2 separate regions of the Danio rerio genome follow, and region 1 is linked to region 2. A link is a contact called in public Micro-C data. All regions are on one chromosome and are shown on one strand. The core of a region is the stretch at or near the end of the contact, and the rest is flanking DNA. Distances in the headings are between cores, read along the strand shown. Region 1 holds the start of fpgs (folylpolyglutamate synthase). Region 2 holds the start of prodha (proline dehydrogenase (oxidase) 1a).

The links. Hi-C and Micro-C count contacts between places; a contact is called where the count stands out from the background.
Region 1: a Micro-C map of caudal fin shows a contact between it and region 2, with 5 times the contacts expected there. The contact joins the promoter of fpgs here to the promoter of prodha in region 2. A contact is called at or near these places in 2 of 18 Hi-C or Micro-C datasets (caudal fin and hematopoietic stem cells).

Annotation. Positions count from the first base shown.
Region 1 is chr21:7,371,993-7,378,150 of GRCz12tu, forward strand. fpgs (folylpolyglutamate synthase) reads left to right here and starts at 3,428. Exons shown (of 15, transcript NM_213437.2): 1 at 3,428-3,599. The coding sequence starts at 3,456.
Region 2 is chr21:7,143,380-7,149,751 of GRCz12tu, forward strand. It overlaps prodha (proline dehydrogenase (oxidase) 1a), which reads left to right and starts at 4,100. Exons shown (of 15, transcript XM_005160994.6): 1 at 4,100-4,475. The coding sequence starts at 4,155. uqcr10 (ubiquinol-cytochrome c reductase, complex III subunit X) reads left to right here. Exons shown (of 2, transcript NM_001302478.1): 2 at 228-538. The coding sequence ends at 275.

The sequences.
Region 1 (6,158 bases), core at 2,178-4,677, 230 kb after region 2:
AATGTATTTTCTTTTGTATCATTTAAGGTTTATTTATGTTTTATTATTTTGTACTGTTTTGTTTATTATATGCTGCTTGAATATAATGTTATATATGTTTATCAATGGAAGTTAAAAATGCTTGTTTGTTATTTAAATGTAAAAAACAAACAGTTAAGACAAAATAAAAATATTAAGATATTAAAAACTACTTAAAACTCTTAACTTGTTTCATATTTTAAAATATGACCAACTTTATAAAAGTATCCACACAGTTAAAAGTATATCAGTTTCAAAAGCTTTTGTGCAATTTTTGACGTTATTTATAACTTATTGTGATTTTGTTTTTTTTAAATTAGAGTTGTTATTTTATTTATTTTTTTATTAACATAAGTAACAGGGAATACATAAAACATTAATTTGTGCTAATATTGTGTGACCTAAATACAATACATATTCATTGTACATCTAGTAACAAAAATGATACAGCGGATAAGGAAAAAAACAACACATGAAGGAAAAACAGATATTCAAAGAAAACAAAACAAAAAATATATATAAATATATATCAAAAGAAATCAAACATATCTCAAAATATAGTTGGATTATTAATGTTACCTAGGCGTACCAAAAGGGAGCTGATAACTTAAAGGTAGGGCCAGACGGAATCTGTGGACATTTTTTGCTATTTATGCGGAGAATTTTATAAAAAATCTGCGGAATTATTTTGAGAGTATCTCAACTAAAACCTTAATATATTAAATAAAAAAATAACATCTTTTTAACTTTCATTTAATGTTTAAAATGCAAATCCAATTTGATTAACTTTATTTGGTGAACAAAGCAAGTCTCATATAATATATCTACTAAAAGACAGAAAATATTATTGTACAAACTGCATTGTGCATGAATCAGATGAACATTTTCATATTAGTCAATAATATTACTGAAATTAATTTAAAAAACTGAATAAATATAGATTTACACACATCTACTCAAGTAAATGAACAGAATTTATGATGGGCTAAATATCTGCTGAATTTTGTGGAAATCTGTGGTAAATCTGCGGAATTCTGCGCTCGCAGATTCCATGTAGGCCTACTTAAAGGTAATGATTATAATGATAATATTATTTTTTACAGCAGTTCAGTTGTTTTAGCAGCTTTCTTATTTTGCGATAGGCAAACAGATTGATTTTATAGTTTTAAGACAATATAAAATGTTCTATAATTAGGCAAACACTGAATAGCTACATTTGTGAAGATGGAAGAGGCCACAAAGAGTTAAAAACAGTAACATATAGTCCATTTCCTTACAATCTGACTCCCAAATCATAAATGCATAAGTTGGCGGTTCATTCCGCTGTGGCGACCCCGAATTAATAAAGGGACTAAGCCAGGGGTCACCAACATGGAGGATCACATGTGTTGCCCGCAGGCCTGTTCTAAAACCTCTCTGACAGGTCATTCAGGGTGTCTTGGAGGGGAGAGGTGTCCAACCTACAGCATCTAAACACTGGGGTACCTCAAGGCTCTGTTCTTGGGCCACTTCTCTTCTCCATCTACACATCATCTCTAGGACCAGTCATCCAGAGACATGGATTCTCCTACCACTGCTATGCTGATGATACCCAGCTATACCTCTCTTTTCATCCTGATGATCCCTCGGTTCCAGCTCGCATCTCAGCCTGCCTGTTGGACATTTCACACTGGATGAAAGATCATCATCTTCAGCTGAACCTCGCAAAAACGGAAATGCTTGTAGTTTCTGCCAACCCGACTCTACACCATAACTTTTCAATCCAGATGGATGGGGCAACCATTACTGCATCCAATATGGTGAAAAGCCTTGGAGTAACGATTGATGACCAACTAAACTTCTCTGACCACATTTCTAGACCTTCTCGATCGTGCAGATTCACACTCTATAACATCAGAAAGATCCGACCCTTCTTATCTGAACATGCAGCTCAACTCCTTGTTCAAGCTCTTGTTCTCTCCAAACTGGATTACTGCAACTCTCTACTAGCGGGGCTTCCAGCTAACTCTATCAAGCCTCTTCAGCTGCTCCAGAACGCAGCAGCACGAGTGGTCTTTAATGAACCGAAACGAGCACATGTCACTCCGCTGCTCATCCGTTTGCACTGGCTGCCAGTTGCTGCTCGCATCAAATTCAAAGCTTTGATGTTTTCCTACAAAGCAATTTCTGGCTTTGCTCCTTCTTATCTGTTCTCACTTCTGCAGATCTATGTGCCCTCCAGAAACTTGCGTTCTGTGAATGAACGTCGCCTCGTGGTTCCATCCCAAAGGGGGAAGAAATCACTTTCGCGAACGCTCACGCTCAATCTGCCCAGCTGGTGGAATGAACTCCTTAACTGCATCAGAACGGCAGAGTCACTCGCTGTTTTCAAGAAACGACTAAAAACTTCACTTCACTTCCTAATCTGCAATTGCCTCTCTGGATATACCACTAACTGTACTCAAAAAAAAAAAAAAAAGACTAATACTACTAATACTTTCCTACTTAGACTTTACAGACCTGAAACTTGCCTACAGCACTTATTCATTGTTGCTCTTAGTTGTGTAAATTGCTTCCTTGTCCTCATTTGTAAGTCGCTTTGGATAAAAGCGTCTGCTAAATGACCAAATGTAAATGTAAATGTAAATGTAAAAATAGCTCACCATAGCGCCACTTACCAGGAAGTTCCATCTAATATAGAAGTAATCATTTAAAAATGTTAATATTTGCAGAGAGATATAAAAATAAAGTGTTGCACATCGATACATTAAATACGATACGTTAAATCATTGTTGAAATTGGTATTTGAGAAGTGTTTATCAAACTGGTAGCCCTCCACATTGATCAGTACCCAAGAAGTAGCTCTCAGTTTCATAAAGGTTGGTGACCCCTGGACTAAGCTGACAAGAAAATGAATGAATGAACTTTGTAAGTAAAAATGTAGGTTTAAAAATGTGGACTGTCCAGCAGACGGCGGTGTCGTATTATAAGTAAGAACCAATGCGCATGCGCAGTACGACGTCTACTAGCTCTCGAAGACACCTGACACGTGAGAAGCGTTTCAGCAGCTCTGCATGGCAAATCAGAGAAATCCAGTGTTTTAACATGCACCTCTGCAGCGCCACATGTTTCTGCGAGATTATTGACACGCAGCCTGGTTAAAACAGGATAAACATCTGCTGTAGCTTGACTCGACAGCGAACTGGAATTGTAACGTTGATTCAACTATTCGCTCTGCAGCCTATCTTGACTTTGCATCTTCCGCGTCACAAAACCATCATTTATTTCTGCTCTACTTCACGCAAACTGCTGTCATCCACACTGGCGATGATAAACAACAAACAGTATAGTGAAATCTGTATGGCGAGCAGGAAGGAGGCGTGGCATGACGCGAGAGTTCACTATTGACAGGAAAACTCCCCAAATTTGGTGCTGCTTCCTGCACTCTCCGGGCCACCATGCTGCTGTTCCGCGTGCTGGAGAATTTACGCGCGTGGACTGAAGTCTCGGCGCGTAACCGACACTGGACCAGCATTGTCGGGCTGTCAGTGAGATTTTCCAGCACTAAAGCTGCTCCGCGGTACCGAAGAATGGACTATCAGGTACAGTGCTCGAATATCTTCATCCATATGTTTGTCTGTGTGCTTATCTATGGGAATTATTGATTATAGTTAGTGAGTTTGTGCACTTTTGTTTGGACTTTGAAAGTTTTTTTTTGGTTCGGTTGAAATAGTACTGTTAATCCAGCGCACGCGGCTGATTCACCGTTGACAATTGTTACATCAGCCGTTGAGTTTAAAACCAAAGAGCGCGATTATTTGGTGTACCGTTAATCTACGCGTGGTTACAGTGAAGTCTCTTTGCTTATAATGTTACAGTGTTAAAATAGCAATAACTAACTTATATATGTATTTACCTTCATGTTGTTAGCACTTTTTTTTAAAATAGGAACTATTTGCTTTTAGTCCACATCCCTGTATTTTCAAGTAACTGTTGAGTAACTGTTACAGCTGTTGACGGTAAATATTTTTGGTGTAACGTTAATCAGCACGTTTATCGCGAACTTCATAAAAGTAACGGCAATGTTTATGTACACTAATAAAACATTTATAATTGACAAAGAAATATATATTTATTTTAATGTTGTTAGCACTTTTAAAAAAATAGGTACTATTTGCTTTTTGTCTATTTTCCTGTATTATCAAGTAACTATTACAGCTGTTATCGGTAAATAGTTTTTGGTGTAGCTTAATCTGATTAATCTGAGCGTGTTTATTGCGAATTCCATAAAACGTTAATGTACACTCATAAAACTTTATAATTACCAAAGTAATATATATATTTATTTTCATGTTGTTTGCACTTATAAAATAGTTACTATGTAACTATTGCAGCTGTTAATGGTAATTTCTTAATCTGTACATGCTTATCACAAACTTCATAAAAGTAACGTTAATGTACGTGGATAAAACATTTTTAGTTAACAAAGTAATACATGTATTTAATGTTATGCTGTTAGCACTGTTAAAAATAGGTACTATTTGCTTTTCATTCATTTTTCTGTATTTCAAATTAATTGTGCTTGTTTATCGCCAACTTTGGTGTAATGTAATTCTGCGTGTGTTTATTTTGAATTTCATAAAATTTCGACCACATCCCTGTATTTTTTAAATAGCTGTTAAAGCTAAATATTTTTTGGTGTAACATTAATTTGTGTGTGTTTATCGCCAACTGCAGTAAAGTAACATTAATTTACACTGATAAAAATGTATATATGACAAAGTAATATATTTATTTTCATATTGCTTGCAATTATTAAATAGATACTGTATGCTTACGTTGAGGTAAGGATGGTTTTATATTGGGACTTTCCCCTTAATCATATCATTTAAAACAAGTATGCTTTGCCAATTCAAAATAGTAAAATCCTATTAGCAGCCAATGACTATCAAAGGCCAACATTGTTCACAGTCAATTAAATAGTGCTAATGTTGTTTTGATTTGAAGTCATACTTGCGTGTGATTTCTGACTGAATATTCAAAGTACCATGGTATTAAGTTGTCACTGAATGAATGTGCGAATACAAAACCAACTTTATCTCCATTATGCTTACGGTTGCTTTCCCTGTATTTACAATTAAGGATTAAAGCTGTTAACGGTAATGTTTACCTGTAGGAGTTAAGTTTTTGTATTGAACTCCATAATAGTCATTATTAGTTTACATAATATTAAAGTGTTAGTACTATAAACATTTAGTAGCTATTTTAGGCTATCGTTGTCAAAACCACGTCATGTTCTGCATGATCTCATTCAGGCCATGTGCTTAGTGTTCAGGCAGCCATAACTCAGGATTAAATACATGTGGCTGTGGAAAAAGATTCTGTTTTATTCATGATTGAGTGAGCGAGATGTGCTATTTATATTTATTATTACTAAATGCTTAGTACACAGCAGTTTCATCAGTCAGCGTTAAAGAGATAGTTTACCCAAAAATGAATATTTGCTCTTTGTTTACTCACCGTCAGGCCACTCAGATGTCGTAATTTATGTTCTTCACAGAGACTCTTGTTAATTAATAAGTCTCAGTTGCTCGTATCAATCATTTATTCATTCATTTTCATTCGGTTTAGTTCCTTTATTTATTAGTGGTCGCCACAGTGAAATGAACCGCCAACTTATCCAGCATATGTTTTACACAGTAGATGCCCTTCCCAACCCAGTACTGGGAAACATCCATACACATTCATTCCCATACACTACGGTCAATTTAGTTTATTCAATTCACCTGTAGCGCATGTGTTTGGACTGTGGGGGAAACCAGAGCACCAGGAGGAAACCAATGCCAACACGAGAACATGCAAACTCCACACAGAAAGGCAACTAACACAGCCGGGACTCAAACTAAAGAAATTCTTGCTGTTTGTCAAAAGTGCTAACCTCTGAGCCACCGTGTCACCCTGCTTGTATAAATCATCTGATCGTTTTCACCAACCAAAACATTGAGCGGTGACCGATAATATGTAGTCGTCACTTGTAATTTGATTGCACTACAACAGCCAGAAATTCTGGCTAAACATTGACTAAATATTATGAAACAGTTCTGAAGTTCAGTGTTACTTGAAAAGCTTTAGTTTGTACAGACTACAGCCTCAGATGGACA
Region 2 (6,372 bases), core at 2,850-5,349:
TAAACAAATGAAAATCAAACACAACACAAATGAATGGTTGTTTTCTTGAAACTACACACAAATAGTTGGTTACAAAGATTCGCAGATGCTTAGTTAGATTCTTCACTAATAAATAAAGAGAAATATTACAATTTTCTCGTGGCGTCTTTTATTTATTTATTTTTTTAAATGAATTATTTATCGAAATATGTGATTTTATTTATTTTTTTAATATTTGTTTTCCTCAGAAACTCTGGAAACACATCAAACACAATTATGAGCAGAAGGAGGAATAATAACGGGGGATTTGATGCAGCCAGTGGAGCCTTCAGTCATCCGTTCTGTCATCATCCAGCTCTCATGTGGGCCTGACTGAGGATCCGCTGGTGTTTTCAGTGTTCTGCGACCGGTGTTTTCCACCATCCAGCCGGATTGAAGATCTGCGGACACAAACAGAGACTGATCACTGAATTATTGTTGTGTGTTTTGTCACATTCTTCCTCATTTGTAATGTGCTTATAATTTAGTTCTGTATTAATAAACTCAACAATGAAACTCATGTTCAGTTGATGTGTTGTTAGTTATGATGTTTTGGCTTTATAAGAATTCAAAGAGAAATTTAGCATTGGTGATGTGTCATATAATTTAGATCTCAAAATTGCCCGGCCAAAAGGTTAGTACTATGAAAATTGAAATCCAAAACTAGGAATATTGGTAAAATTATTGTCTGTGGTTTATTTTTATGTGAGATTTACATCTACTTTTTACCTTTTTTTTTTTAAGCAGTAAAAACTTCAGTTAAAAATAATGAGTGTTGAAGACAAAGATACAATTGTATAAGTTTTTTAAGAAGGATTTAATATTTTATTAAAAATAACAAATGCAATTCAACTTCTATGTTGATTCCATTTGATTTTCCTTAATAAAAATGTCAATAATAATCAGAAGAGGCAAGAACTGTATTTATATGTGTATAGATAAGCAATATTTTTCATTGTTTTAGGACAATAAAAATTAATAATACTATAATAATAATTAGTATTTAAAACATCATTATACATTTTTATTTTTTCTAAGATATATTTATTGGGTTTTGTTTGAACTACTGAAAAAAATAAAAAGGCCAATGGTTAAAAATGTGAATTTAAATATGTAAATAAATTACAAAAATACTAATAATAACTACATAAAAAAAATTAATAATAACAATGTTCAGTGCATTTTTGTACCTTGCATTTGACAGCTTTCCAGTGTTACTGGTTAAACAAATTTGTTAATTGTCGGTAAATGTAACATCTGAGGGTTTGAAAGCTCGAACATCAAAAAATGTTGTATGCTTCACCTGGTTCAAAAAGTGTTTTGAAGGGGGGGCATATTTTATAAAAATCTTGTAATTTTCAGAAGATGTCAGCTTCTCCAGAGCAAGATTGCTAGTCATTTTTTAAAATCCACTGACCACAGGATGGCCTTTTGAGTTTTTTCAATTGAAAATAATAACACGCTTTGCTTGGAGTAAACTAAAATCTAATAGTTTGCATTTGCTTGTGTTCAGATTCAGGTTTACAGGGTATACATCATTTAAGAACCAAATGTTTATTTTCTTCAATTAATTTACCAATGATGATAAGAATCTCTTTCCAATTTTTTTGGATCTCATATCACTCCCATTCACAATGATAAAAGGTACCCACTTCTTTATTGCATTTTGTACAACTATAAGGAATATAAATCTATATATGCACTTTAGCTGGTGCAACGTAAGTTTGTAGGAGCCATTTCAGTAATTTACAACTTATGTTAAAAATGTTATGTTCAAGAAGACACATTACTATTATTTTTTTAGCTGCAAGAGCTCTTCAGTTAACAACAATGAATATTGAAGACCCAATAACATTATTTTTATTTTTAAAAAAGAATTTAATATTTTATTAAAAATAAGAAATGCATTTCCATTTTAATATATAGATCTCATGAATAAGTTTATTTTTGGTAAAAAAAAATTCAGTTTACATTTAGATTAAATGTGCTTTTTTAATATTTTAAAATAAAATTATAGGTATTTAAATACTACTACTACTAATAATAAAAAGTCGTTAGTGAATTTATCAAAAATGTTGTATATATAATTTTCTGATAATTTAGCTAATGATTCACAAACAACTGAAATGTTGTCCAGAATCTGAGGTCGGTCTGTTAAAAGGCAGAAGAAGGCAGTATCTGTCAAAACAAGCTTGATAAATTACTTTATAAATTAATTAATTGTGGAGAAACTTAAAAGAAAAGGGTATTTATGCAATGCAGCTTCTATATTTCTATATTAACCCTTTATCAGGCAAAGAACCATAAATAGTAAGTTCACTGACATTGAATTAATATAACATTGTACGTCTTAATATTTAAAAGTCTTGTTACTCCAGTCTAATTCCAGGGTCTTTCCTGTGAATTTTTCAATTAGTGTCCAATAAATGTAAAGTCTAGAATACAGGATACACTTGTGAATACGCACACAAGTATAGCATAATGTTTGTGACTGTACAATTATTACTTTTTATGTTGCTGTGAGCGATGGCATAGGATTTAATGCAATTTATTGGGTCATTTGATAATGTTTTTTTTTCATTGAACTTTTTTATTTTATTTTGAACTTTTATACCCCACACAACATGAAATTCACAATACAAAAATCAACGTTCAGGAAAATAATGTAAACAAAGTACAATAAAAATAATAGCAAATAAAAAAAAATATAACAAATATAAAATAATACAACACACATTCAAATTGACAACCCTTCAATTTTCATTTTATGTGCTCTCCAAATATTGAAAAAAGCTACCCCATTTCTGATTAAAAGTATGAGTGGAGTCCTGAAGTCTCGCCAAAACACGTTCAGTAAGTCTTCAGCTCAATTCACTCCTTAAAAGAGGGAGTATCTGAGTTCTTCCAATTTCGCGGTACAGTCTCACAGCAATAATACATTCTGCGCTGACTAGCCCAGTCTGTGCTTTAGATATTCCGTTTAGTAAAGTGAATGTATCACCAGACAGACTCTTGGAATAAGGTTGTCCCAGCCATTTCTCCAGGTTCTGAATAACTCTTGATGGAGCCACCACAGTTCCGCATCAAATGTAAAAAAATGCCCACAGAATGACCACATTTTCAACAGAGGTTATAATTTAATAATGTAATAAATATTTAGAATATTTTACATTACTGTGATGGGTTGAGGTGGCGGTAGACGTTAATAAAATACAGTTAATGGTTAATTTAATAAATAATATAAAATTATTCTTAACATTGCCCGCAGCTGCATCCCTTCTAAAGTGACGTTACAAGAAAGGGACCTGCTTTGATGTTTTAACATATAATGACCACACAGTGTCACTAGATCATCTTTATATTTCATGAGCTTATTTTCTTAGTAAGAAATAAACAAGTGTGAAGGACTGATCATGTTCTCAATAGACAAACCAGTAAAACCACTTTCGGGACATACATAATTTAAACCAACACCCATCCACAGAGATCAGGGAGAGAGCTTGTAATCATGGACTTTTTGTCTTTATTCAGTAAATACACAAATGCTGAGTCGAAAAGACAATATATTGGTGCTGAGCCAAGATTAAACACATCCAAAATATATATTTGATACATATTTAACACACACACACACATACATAAAAGCAAAACTATTCAAAATAATTTGTTACAAAGATATTTAAATGTGTATGGTATATCTATCTAAATATTTCTTATATATATATATAAAAAAAAATCTCTCCGTTAAACAGAAATTGGGGAAAAAATTAACAGGGGTGCTAATAATTCAGGGGGCTAATAATTCTGACTTCAACTGTATATATGTATGTATATATATATATATATATATATATATATATATATATATATATATATATATATATATATATATATATATACCTACATACATACATACATACATACATACATACATTACATATATATACATACAGTTGACTCATATCCAAATGAGTCAATCCTCTACGTCTGCAACCGTGAGCCAATCAGGACTCAGAGCGTAGCATCTCATTTACATATTTTAAGCGCGCTTTAACAACCCCACCACCCGAGCCGTTTCCCCCTCATTCATCCAGAATCATCTATCGCTCTGTCGGAGCCGCTCCTCAACACAAAACATGTCGTACTCGAAAGTTATATACAGAGTAAAACCGACTCGTTTATTCGGCGTGAGGCTTCGCTCAACAGTCGCATCAACCCAGCACAAAGAGCTGAAGACGGATGAAGCGCCTCTGGAGCAGTCCTGCGCCATCCTGGAGACCCCGTGCGATGTGGATCTGATCGGGGGGAAGAAGGCGCACATCGGCGGCCAGAGGATCTCCATCGACTTCGACAACACACGAGAAGCCTACAGGAGCAAACACACTCTGGAGCTGCTCAGGAGTCTGCTGGTGTTCAAACTCTGTACATTTGACTTCCTGGTCGACAAAAATAAAGAGGCGAGTTTTACTTTTGTTTTTTGTTTTTGTCGGGGAGGATAAGAGCTTGAGCTCGGTAACCTGTCATGTCATGTGTAATGTCATATAAGTTAACGTTAATACTGAATGGAAACCGATATATGGAATATAATCATAATTTAATACTCAATATATGTATATATTTAATACTTAACATAAAAATAAAAGATATACCAAAACCTATTAACGTTAAATGTAAAAAAAAAAAAGAGTTTAGGAGCTAGGTAACCTGAATATAGGCAAATATTAGGTGTATAATACTAAATGAAAACAGGTAACTTTATATGTAATATCATCAATATTTAAGACTCAATCAATGCAACTATATATCTATTTAACATATGGAAAAACCTCTGCACCTGAGCTCGGTAAAGTGTATGTCATATCACACGTATAACGTTAATGCTTACCGTTATATATTCATTCATTTATTTTCTGGTCGACTTAGTCCCTTTATTAATCTGGGGTCGCCACAGCAGAATGAACCGCCAACTTATCCAGCAAGTTTTTACGCAGCGCATGCCTTTCCAGCCGCAACACATCTCTGGGAAACATCCACACACATTCACACACTCACTCATACACTATGGACAATTTATCCTACCCAATTCACCTGTACTGCATGTCTTTGGACTGTGGAGGAAACCGGAGCACCCGGAGGAAACCCACGCAAATGTAGGGAGAACATGCAAACTCCACACAGACATGCCAATTGAGCCGAGGCTCGAACCAGCGACCCTACTGCGCCACTGCTTCGCCCAACCGGTATATATAATGGCATCAATATAACACTGACACTCAGTGTTGCTATATCAAGCCCGTAGGGGTGGTTATTTTTTTTTCTCTAAAAAATTACCTTTTTGCAGTTATTTAAGGTTTAAATACTGCATTTTTGTGACATTTTAAACACTAATTTGTGCTGGATTAGCTGGTCGGATGGTTTTCATAACCACATTTTTTGATGGAACAAAAATACTTCCTATACATTTTTGTCAAAGTGCTTATTTTACTATTTTTTTGTTTAGAAAAATGTGTTAATTCACAAATGTGCTTTTTTACAAAAGTTGTTGCAGTTTTATCAATAATGTAGTGAGATTAGAATTTTAGAAATATGAAAAAAACTATTTTAAATGCTAATTTATTATCCATCAAAAAAACAACAACAAAAAACAACAACAAATAATTAGGAATCTGTTAAAATTTATAAAAAATTAAATTAAAATTAAACTAAAAGCCTTCTTTTTATTGGTTATTCTTCTTAAAGCCTTCTCTTTTGGTCATTTTACACTTTATGATGGCATGCTGTCAAAAATGGGATAAATGAGCTACAATAGGGGCCAAATTCTGGACTTTGTCGAACTACCCGGACCCCCCTGGCTAAAGGCCTGTATATATGTAATATTAAACAAATAAAAAAATACATAAAAGTGTGTAAAGCAAAACTCTGTTTAGAATAAAAAAAAAAAAGAAGTTTAAACTTGAGCTCGGTAAGCTGAAAATGTAACATCATATGTATAAAACTGAATGAAAGCTGCTATATTTTATATGATCAATATTTAATACTCATAGCCAAATATTACAATGCAAGTAATATTATGTCATCAATAACACTCAGTGCATGTATCTAATATATGTAATATATGAAAAATAAAATACTTTAAAAAGTTTAGCAAAACTTTATACATGTAAAAAAGATGTTCAGAACTTGAGCTTAGTAACTTGTATATGCAACATATGTAGCATATAATACAAATAAACTATTTATATATACTCAATATATACAGATTTTTCTATTTTTATATGTATAATATATAGACCTTTATGAAATGTATCATATATATCATATCTATCACACATTCACAAATATAATGTACATTTT